3 separate regions of the Sus scrofa genome follow, and regions 2 and 3 are each linked to region 1. Evidence: chromatin contacts called from public Hi-C and promoter capture Hi-C data. All regions are on one chromosome and are shown on one strand. Each heading gives the region's core, a stretch centred on a gene start, on an enhancer-like site or on the middle of the called end of the contact. The rest is flanking DNA. Distances are from core to core; before and after follow the strand shown.

Region 1 (3,343 bases), core at 556-3,055:
CCACTGTTTCCTTTTTTTTTTTTTTTCACTGTTTCCTTTTTTATTTCCAGGATCTGATCCAAGATACCCCACTGCATTTACCAGGAGGGTTTTCATGGCTTTCTTGTTACTGTTTCTGCACTAACTAGACACTGAAGTAGTTATCATGTTTCTTGTGCAGACAGTAAGGAAAGTTGGTGACCAAGGATAATACCTTGAGCATTGCATGTACAATAAGTAGTTTTCAAAGAACTGCTACTCCAATTCATGCATTAGATATTGTGAAAAACGTTCTTGGGCATTCCTGTTGTGGCTCAGCAGTAATGAACCCCACTAGTATCCATGAAGATGCAGATTCGATCCCTGGCCCTGAGCCGCGGGTTAAGGATCTGGCGTTGCTGTGAGCTGCAGTGTAGGCCCGAGGCTACAGTTCCAATTCAACCCCTAGCCTGGGAACTTACATTTGCTGCAGGTGTGGCCCTAAAAAAGACAAAAGAAAAAATCTTACTCTCTGATTTATGGCATTTGCTTAGCAACATTATGACATTTGCCTGGGCACACTGGTTTCTAGTGCAGCTTTTTATTTCAAGCTCTGCAAAAAATACAAATGGGAGGGGATGTTAAATTTCACAAACAGGATTGCCTCGAAATAGAACAAGCTGTTTCTTGGTCTATAAAGCTAGTTCTGAAAAGATGCTTACAATTGTTGCTAGGTCATTTTGGGGTAGGTAGACTGTGTAATTTTTGTACAGGCAAAATTATAAAGTACTTTGAGGTTGGTTTTGGTGCCTCTTTTTGCTATAGTGATTTAAAAATAAAATTATACATATAATTAATCTTTTTTTGCATAAGAATTAGAAAACACATAGGAAAAGACTTTTAATCATGCGTGATCTCATTCCCCAAAGATAATAATTGCTAATATCCTTTTAGCACCCACCCCCACAGTTATAAAGGGTATTATAAACATAATTCATATGTGAAAATCAGATACTATACATACTGTTTCCACTTAATCTGTCACCAACACATTATTCACAGCATTGTTTACAACCACTTCGTAGCAGTGCCCACCTCTTTTCGGCTAGGCTCCCAGGTACTTTGTATTTGAGTATATTTTCCTTCAATAATTCTGCCAAGTTCAACGAATTTTCTGGCAATAGAAGCTGGAAAAGTATATGTAAGATCTCTATAGCACTTTTCAGAGTATTTTGGCACATACTGACTATATAATGGAAATTACAGTGACATTTATTCCATAGCATTATTTAAGTAAAGTAATAGCGTATAGCACATACAAAACAACCCATAATGTGCGTTACTGCTGACATCGTCGATGTCATGGGAAGTATCACCATGATCCTGTATGTATTTTAGATGAGGAAACCAGCCGGAGAGGTGAAGCAAGGGCTTAAGGACGTCAATCTGATAACCTCAGCTCACTTGACCTCAAATTCTAAACTTCTGGTACTGCACCATATTGACCCTTTCCTGTTGGACATGTTCTTTCTGACAGTACTGCAGGCAGTTCTAGACCTGCTACTCTGTCTCTGTCAAACATTACTTTCCTATTTCCCCACTCGTCAAAGCTCTCCAAGGAATTCCTGGACTTTAGTGTGATGATTGGGTTGGAATGAACAGGGACCGTAATAAAGTTAGGCCACCAGAACAAGAGCTGCAAGGTAAACCAGGACTCCAGTAGGAGGGTTAGAAGCTTCGGTGTCTTCTGATTTTGCCGCGCGGCTTTGCCGTTGCCCTGGAGGCTCGGGAGTGTGGAAAAACGCGTAACGCCCAAAGGACTACATTTCCCAGAAGTCCACACGCCGCGCACCACGTGACCGCTAGCTGGAGCGCGCCGGGCCCTTCGGTCCCCAGAGGCGTTCTCGGCTGCTTCCCACTTCTTTCCCCGCCTCTGGGCCTCCGCACTGACGCTGCTCGGGCGGGAGCGGAGCCGTAGCAGGATCCGGAGCCAGGGCCAGAGCCGGAGCCGCGGAGACGTGGAAACATGGAGGCCTGAACCACCGTGCGCCACCCCGGCTGCGGCGGCGACCGAAGCTTGTCCTGTCCCTTCTGCCACCCACTTGTCTGTCTGTGAGCTGGAAGCCGATCTCCCCGTTGGCTGGGACAGGTGGGCTGTGGCGCCGCCCCTGGCAACGCGGCCCTGGAAGCCCCAACTGGGGCCTGCACCCCTTGCCAGAGCAGGTTTGGGGACACCCTTTCCATCTCCGGGAAGGGCAGGGGAGAAGGGTCCTTCTGCCGGGGGTTGGGGAACGGAGACACCCTGGAGGGCTGTGCCTGAGCCGCGAGAGCTGCCCATAACTCCCCTTCCCCCAATTCTAGGTTCAGTTCTGGCACTTCGAGTCCAGAAGTGAGGGGGTGTGTTAATCAGAGTGAGAGGGGCCTCTGTCCGAGTCTGGGGCTAGGAGTTGGGGAGGGGGGTTACCAAAGATCAAGTCGATGCTTTGGGAGATGGGGTTGAAGTGACAAATGGGCGTGTGATGGGCAGGGCGAGCAGTTTTTTTTTTTTTTTTTGACATACACATTTTAATGGTAATTTACATACCATAAAATTCATCCTTTAAAAGTATAGTTAAAGTGTAACTCAGTGTTTTTTTTTTTTTTTTTAAGCATATTTACAGGGCTGTTCAACTATCTAATTTCAGAACATTTTCATCATCCAAAAAAAGAAACCCGTACCCATTAGCAGTCCCTCCATATTCTCCTCTCCTCCACTCCCTGACAACTAGCAATTGTGTTTCAACAGAAAGGTGAGAGGGAGGGAAGTTAGCCCAGGTGTTTGGGAACTGGGCACAGTAGTGGGTGAATAAAGCTGATAAGATGAAAGTACTGAAATGTAGAGAAGCTGTGAGAGGATTGTAATAGGGTCAGCAAGGTAGTATCCAGGATAGACTTGGGGGCAGATTGGGTGGGATCCTGTAATGAGAAGAGGTAAGGTGCTGTACTGAAAGATACTGGGGTTTGAGGGCAGTGGAGAGGGACCCTGCCCTTGGGGCAGATGAATTGAAGGCTCAAGAGAGGAACTGGCTGTGGAATTGAAGAGGATCTATAGGAATAAGTGATTGATTGCTGCTGAGCATATGAAATTTATGAATAATGTAGATTTCTAGAATGCTGACTCTGCTTTGTAGTGTTTATCTTAGATAATTGTCTCCACAACTTGGCCTGGGGAATTGTAAATTCTCATCCTGCAGATGAAGAAACAGTCTTTTAATGGTTAGGTGACTTCCTGAAACTCATCAGGTTAGTAAATAGGGAAAAATGAGTGGAGATTAGAGAATAATTGATGCACTTGGCTTAAGTGGCAGACCATTGAGGTCGGACAAGGTTACAAGAAGGTGTTTCA
Region 2 (3,315 bases), core at 157-2,656, 890 kb after region 1:
ACGCGGCCCTAAGGAGCACCAGACCGCAGCAGCAGACCAGCCACCGCACCCTCCCCCCCCGCCCCAAGCCGGTGTTCAGGACAGTCACCTGCTCGCTGAAGAACCCGAGCTGGAGCCCACTCCGCTCCGGCTTGGGTCACCAGCTCCACCGCGAGCTGGTTTTTCAGAGCCTGTCAACTTAACCCCTGCTCCGCCGATGGATCTATTCCCTAGGCCCAGATACACAGCGGCGACAAGAATAATAATAAATAAGCCAACACAATCACCGCTGCGGGGAATGTCCAAAGCTGCGACTGCAATGGATCCACCGATCCAGTTTCCTCCTCTGCTCCCATCCCCCACGCCCCCCGCGGCCCGCGGGCTCACCAGGGACGGAGGGAGGGAGCAGCCTGTCTAGACGACAGACATCCCCGCGCCCGCGGGGACGGGCGCGCACACACATTCACACGCGGCCGCTGCCACTGACACAATCAGTCACCGAAGGAGGGAGGGGCAGCGAGGAGACATTCTCTCCGGGTCCCTCCGGGAGCCGCGAGCGCAGCAGCCTCCGGCCGGGAGCCGCCACCCGGAGCTGCGCTCCCTACCTCAGCGGAGCGCGGTCAAAACAGCTGCAAGTTTGGCCGCTACTAAACCAACTGCTTGATGCAGCAAATGCGGGCTTCAAAACAAAAGGGAGAGGAATCACGCTCGCTCTCTTCCTCCCCCCCCCACGGGTCGGAATCCGGCACATGACAGCGGCTACAACGCGCGGCTCCAACGCGAGCCGAGCTCCAGCCGAGCGCCCCCCCGCCAAGAACCCCCCTCCTCACAGGAGCTCCAGGGCTTCGGCTCCCCTACCGGCGGGGAACCCTGCGGAGAAGCAGCAAACCTGAGGAGGGGGCGAGACCGCGTAGTGCGGTCCTCTACAGAGGCGGGGACCACGGATGGGCGCGGACGCCTGGCCGCCCCGGACTCAGGGAGGGGGGAAGGGGGCGAATTGTTTGGGGCGGTTTTCCCGGATTTATCTATAAGCACGCGCACGTCACGCAGCCGTCCTCTCGGGTCCCCGAATCGACCCGCAAGCGGAGATGACTAAAAGAGGGGGGCGGGCAGGGGGATGCTCACCTCGGGGTTCCTCTGGCCGCCGCTCCGAGCCCGAGCCGGGGGGTGGGGGAAGGGGGCAGGGAAGGAGAAGGGAGGGAGCAGGCTCGGGAGAGCCTACTCCTGCCTCGAGTTCCGTGCGTCCGGGCAGCGGAGGGGCTCCGGCGCCCCAGCGCACCAACCCAGCAGAGAGGGGAGGGAGGGAGGGAAGGGAAAGAGGGAGGGAGGGGCGGGTAGGGGGGAGGGAGTAAAGGAAGGAAAAAAAATGATCCCTGCTCTGACACAGGGAAAGAGAATGTTGAAGAGTGACGTCCAGTCCCCGCCCTCCCCTCCGGCCACGTGCAAAGACTCGAAAGGAAAGAGGGCGGCGGGAGGCCTGCTGGGTAATGTAGTTCTCCTTTCTTTCCCGGGATGGCGGGCCCTGGAGAGCGGGACGCCGCGGGGAAGCCGGGGATGCCGCCTGAGCAGCCTAGATAGCCCAGTCTAGCCACCCCAAAACCGGCCGACCAAACCCGGCTCCCCTCACGACCTTGGCACGGCCTTGGATGGGAACCTCTGCGTGGGGAGAACTGGGGGCTTAGGCGCGGTCCAGGCTTGCAGGATAACATTGGGTTTTAGGGACCAGACCAGTTTTAAGGATGTGGACTTCCTTACTTTAAGTGCTAAGTCCGTACTAATGGCAGATAAAAGGGAGCTTTGTGTACGCATTGGGCTGCCCAAGTGTAGTTATTAACGCTGTATTAAATGCTAACGTCTGTTATTGAGATGCATATGTTATAATTAACATTTGAACATCTCAGTGGCAGGGGTGGGATGTTGTAATTAGATATGCACTTTGCAACCAATTAATTTTCCATTGGCCATGGCAAGGGCTAAAGCAGGGAGAATTCAATGCAATGGATAATTCAGTAATCACTTAACCAAATCACCAGTGTTTTCCAAGTACCTACTAGGTGCTAGGCACTGAGCCTTCTAGAGAAACATATGATGCTGCACACCCTCCAGGCAAGGGGATTATAAACTCGGGGGAGGAACTGTGTGACAATATAATCAAAGAAAATCATGTACTACGTCATGTAACATTTGGTGGGTATTTTTCACAGATGGGATAGTTCTGGGACTGCCAAGACAGAGCCTCGATTCCTGCCCTTAAGGAGCTCAACATCTGGTTAAGGACCACAGACAAGGAAAGTAGAGTAAGTCAACACTTAACATGAGAATAAGCATAAAGTGCCAGGTATCTCTCAGGATGGAGGGTGGCTGCAGGTGGGAGAGGGTCAAGGAAGTCTTCCTGGAAGAAGTAAGTAGTACTGTAGCTAAAAATACTAAAATTTTTAACAAGGCAAAGGATGCGGTAGGCCTCTGACTAAGGCTACAGGGTATAAAGTCTCCGTATGAGAGATAAGAGAGCAAATTATGCAAGTCCCAGCAGTTTGGCAGGGCAGAAGAGGGCAGGGACCCCAAAAGGAGGCTCAGGGATGAAGGGTGGGTCTAGAGGGCAAAAGGAGCCTAGGATGGCTTTTTGCCAGAGATGGGGTTTGCCGTGGGCCTTTGAAGAAATGGTGGGATTTCTTTGAGAGTGGAGAGCATGTGTTCTTGGCTCCAGGCTCAGAATGCACCAAGCCATCAAAGGCAAGCAAAGCAACATCCAGTCACATCCAGTAGAGCAGCTCATTTGACTCTTGCATCAAAGGGCATGGAGGGAGGTCATCTTCTCCCTTCTAGAGGAAGGCAGCAGGCACGGAGTTGCACATTTGTGATAGGCAGAGTGGGTACCAGAAGCTAGTTGTCTGGGTGCCAGTCCCAGTCCCCAGGCCAAAGGAACACACTTAAGCACACCTGACTCTTTCCGCTGGTGGGTCCCTCCCTCTTAGCATTTATGCCTCATAGGCTCCACAGTTATTTTTGTGCTTTGACATCTGAATGATTTCCTAGGTTTACAAAATATAAAGCAACAGTACTGGAATCTAGCCACTCAACAGATTCCCATTTACCTACTTTTTGTCGTCAATGCTGTTTTGCACATTGGGTGATAGGCATGCTGCCTGTAAAGAAACAAGAATGGAATTGTCTGGGTCTTGGTTTTGCCTTTGCTTTAAATCACACCCCAGAGGTGACAACAGGATCCACTCCCAGAGGTGAGGAAAGGCTGAGCAATGTGCAGCATGCAAAACATCCCTGGAGAGTGCACGCCTCTGTTTGGGGGCTGTGCCTGCAGTGAGGGGACCAGGGGGG
Region 3 (3,423 bases), core at 450-2,949, 920 kb before region 1:
CAGTGTTAGCTATGCAGCAGTAGGGAAAGGATAGAGTTAAACCCAAGTGTGTTTGGTTTGCAGAAACTAACCATTAAGTTTCAGAAAGTTCCAGACACCAGATGTTCCAAGAAGGCTAGGATGCATTCTAGTAAACAAGATACTACAGTGAGAACAAGTAATCAAGAACAGACTTGCTTGAAGCTTTGGGCAACCTAGAGCAACCTCTGCCTATTACAAGGATCATGCCTACTCCTAGGCTTAAAAATCCCCCATGGAGACAGAGCTTTGAGGGCTATCTCCTGTCTCCTTACTTGTCATAAGTAATAAGAAATAAATGCTTCCGGTTTAACTGAAAGTTCTTGGTGTGTTCATCAGTGAAGCACCCCAAGTGACAAACTCATTGTGTCTGGTCACACAGGGTCAGGGGAAGACTTGATGAAGCCTTTAAAATTTTTGGTCCATCCATTCTCACCACACATGGTCAGGTCATCATCATTTACTGCCAGTCTGTGGTTTCTCTGGACTAATTCTGAGGGATGAGGGCTGCTGCAGAGGCCCAGAGGCTTAATCTTGCTAAGCCTGGCTAACATCTGATAGGAGGAGTGACAGCTGGAAAGAGTGGTGGGAAGAGTCAACAGAGATAATCAATAAACTATACTAAGGAACAGAAGAGCTGTTGTTATGATTGTGGCACGTGGAAGTTCCCTGGCCAGGGAGTGAATCTGTGCCGCTACAGCGACTCAGGGCAGCTGCTGTGACAACACCAGATCCTTAACCCTCTGAGCCAGCAGGGAACGCTGAAGAGAGTTTTATTTGAGCCAAGCTGCGGACTGGGGCAGGAGTGCAGCCTCCACCAAGGAAGTAAGGGCTCCAGAGAAGCATGGTTTTCAGCACAGTTTCATACCCTGTCAGAACAAAGAGAATACATCAAACACGACAGGGGTACCTTTCTTCAAGGTTTCAACAGACCCTAGTTACAAATTAGCATATAGACAGACAGCGAGCGTTACCTTGACATCTGGAACAGGTACTTTAATCTCCAAGAAGATCTAGCATTGGTGTCATAGGAAGGGAGGCATTTCTCCCTACTGTAAAAGTGGACATTCTTTATATAATGGTTAAAGCAAAATACAAGGTATGTTTGACTGTTCTAGTTCACATAAAGTTCAGGACAAATCAGGTATAAGCCCGGCTGGCTTCATTAGTCCCCAATATGCGAAATTTTCTTCCATCAGAGGTGATATGGGAGGCGTAACAACAGGACTGATTTCCTTCCCAAAGCAAAGCACAGCATGCCTGGAGCCCATTATTAAAATACATGTGGAAGGGAAAAATGACTGAATAAGAGCGTCTCAATCGGGTAACGTTGCCAAAGCTGCCCCTTCGCCTGCGAACATCTAGACAGTACCAGCTGCTGGCATCGTAATCGACCGCCAAGATGGCGGCGCCCTCTCAGAAGCCGTTTAGGACGCTGCCATGTGTTGCCTATGAACGGAGGGACTCTGCCACCTTACGGAATCGGATTTCAAGATGACGGCGTCTGCTTGGAAATCGCTCAGTAGGCGCGACCATATTGCCTAAACGTCTGGGCCGTACAAACAGTCCTGTACGGACAGGACCCGCAGACAAGGTGGCGGCGCCCTCGGTAGAGCGAAATATAGGCGTGGCCATGTTGCTTGCGAACTTATGGACGCGGCCACCGTACGGTCTCAGTAGTCAAGATGGCGGCGCCTGAGAGACAGTCCGGGCTTTTAGGCGTGCTACTTGCTTGTTTGTCGCGGAGCGGACGCACTGGGCCTGCGCAATAGGAGTACCTTGCTTGGGAGGCGCGTCTAAAAGCGGAAGTGCTTGTGGGCGCCTTTGCAACGGCCGCGGACGCCGCCGAGCGGTCTGTGTAGGTTCGCGGGTCTCTGGCGGGGTTTGTGAGGGGCTTCGCCAGGAGCGGAGAAATGGTGAGTGCGAGGTCCCAGGATGGGTCGGCGGTCGAGGTCAGTGGGGTTGGAAGCGGCGGGTTCCATGGGCAAACGCATAGGGGGTCTTTGGTGAACCGTAAGAAGAGTCTCTGGGCAGAATGGAGGGGGCCCGTGGTAAGCCTTAACAGGAGTCTGTGGGTAGAATGATGGGGGGCTGATGGTCAGATTTTTTATTTATGCGTAAGCCACATGGGAGTTCTGTGATGAGGGTCCGTAATGGAAGTTTAGGGGGGATCCGTGGTGGTAGTTCCTTGGGGGTCCGGATGGGGGATTCTTTGTGCGGAGTGATGATAAGCTTGCGAAGAGTTGTCTTGGGCAGTCTGGAGTGAGCAGTGTGAGTCCGTGTGGAGGGACCCAGGGGGCGGGGCTGTCTCCGAGGTTAATAACCGGGCATCTGAGGGGAACCCAGGTGGGAAGGCTGAGGAATAAATCATATGGTGTCTGTGAGACCCTGTGGTGGGGATTTGTGGGGAGCCATGTCGGAGGGCAAAATATGGTGAGTGGTAGGTTGTTTGTAACTAGCCGTCAAGAGTGGGAGAGTGGAGTAATGGGCTATCAGTGGGATGAGTGATTGGAAGTCTGGGGCAGAGTAGTGGGTGTCAGAAGTGAGTCATGGGGGTGATCTGTGGGGACTATGGTGGAGAGGTTGATGAGGAGCCATGATGAGACTATTGGCAGAGTGTTGGGGTCTGTGGTGAACCTTGATGGAACTGTACTGGAGGGATGAGGTGCCATGATGGGGGTTCTCTAAGAAGCCATGGTGGGGATATCCCACAGGAGGGGGATGCTTCAGACCCAGAACCTCCAGATGCTGGGGAGGACAGCAAGTCAGAGAATGGGGAGAATGCGCCCATCTACTGCATCTGCCGCAAACCAGACATCAACTGCTTCATGATGTGAGCTGGGGGAGAGGTGGGCAGGATTGACACCTGGCCAGGTTGCGGGGAGGCCGATGGGGCAGGACCCCTCACATCTCCATCACTCACCCTGTTTTCTGCAGCGGGTGTGACAACTGCAATGAGTGGTTTCATGGGGACTGCATCCGGATCACTGAGAAGATGGCCAAGGCCATCCGGGAGTGGTATTGTCGCGAGTGCCGAGGTGAGGGAGTGGAATGGACAGGGCAGGCAAGTGGGGCTTCGAGGGAGGAGGAGGAGCCTTTATGGGAAGGTGAGTCCTGGGGAGCGGTGATATGTGTCTGGGGACAGAGTGATTATTGGTTGTGCTGAGCTGGAACGGAGGCTTCATTGTGAGCTGTGATAGAAAGTCCCACTGGCAGGGGCAGCTCTTCTGGGGGTATGAAGACAGAGCAGGTGGGTGGGACAGAAGAGGAGAGAAGGGGAAGAAAGACTTCTGGGACCATCCATATCTCCCAGTGCCAACACATGCTGGCTGTATCCTCTGTCCCACAGAGAAGGATCCCAAGCTGGAGATCCGCTATCGGCACAAGAAGTCACGGGAGCGGGAC

Evidence for each region. Promoter capture Hi-C pulls out the DNA fragments that hold promoters and counts their contacts. A called contact is a pair of places that touch in the nucleus more often than the background predicts.
Region 2: a contact with region 1 is called in a Hi-C map of liver, with 5 times the contacts expected there. The contact joins the promoter of CTIF here to the promoter of DYM in region 1. A contact is called at or near these places in 3 of 47 Hi-C or Micro-C datasets (heart right ventricle, liver and skeletal muscle).
Region 3: a promoter capture Hi-C map of liver shows a contact between it and region 1, with 5 times the contacts expected there. The contact joins the promoter of CXXC1 here to the promoter of DYM in region 1. A contact is called at or near these places in 2 of 5 promoter capture datasets (fetal skeletal muscle and liver) and 1 of 2 datasets of contacts at active chromatin or transcription factors (alveolar macrophages).

Annotation. Positions count from the first base shown.
Region 1 is chr1:99,023,126-99,026,468 of Sscrofa11.1, reverse strand. DYM (dymeclin) reads left to right here and starts at 1,805. Exons shown (of 17, transcript XM_021092922.1): 1 at 1,805-2,107.
Region 2 is chr1:98,131,404-98,134,718 of Sscrofa11.1, reverse strand. It overlaps CTIF (CBP80/20-dependent translation initiation factor), which reads right to left and starts at 1,406. Exons shown (of 12, transcript XM_013992850.2): 1 at 1,105-1,406. LOC106508955 (a long non-coding RNA gene) reads left to right here and starts at 1,378. Exons shown (of 3, transcript XR_001306118.2): 1 at 1,378-1,463; 2 at 2,184-2,276.
Region 3 is chr1:99,938,401-99,941,823 of Sscrofa11.1, reverse strand. CXXC1 (CXXC-type zinc finger protein 1) reads left to right here and starts at 1,699. Exons shown (of 15, transcript XM_003121437.4): 1 at 1,699-1,934; 2 at 2,733-2,851; 3 at 2,956-3,056; 4 at 3,368-3,423. The coding sequence starts at 1,932.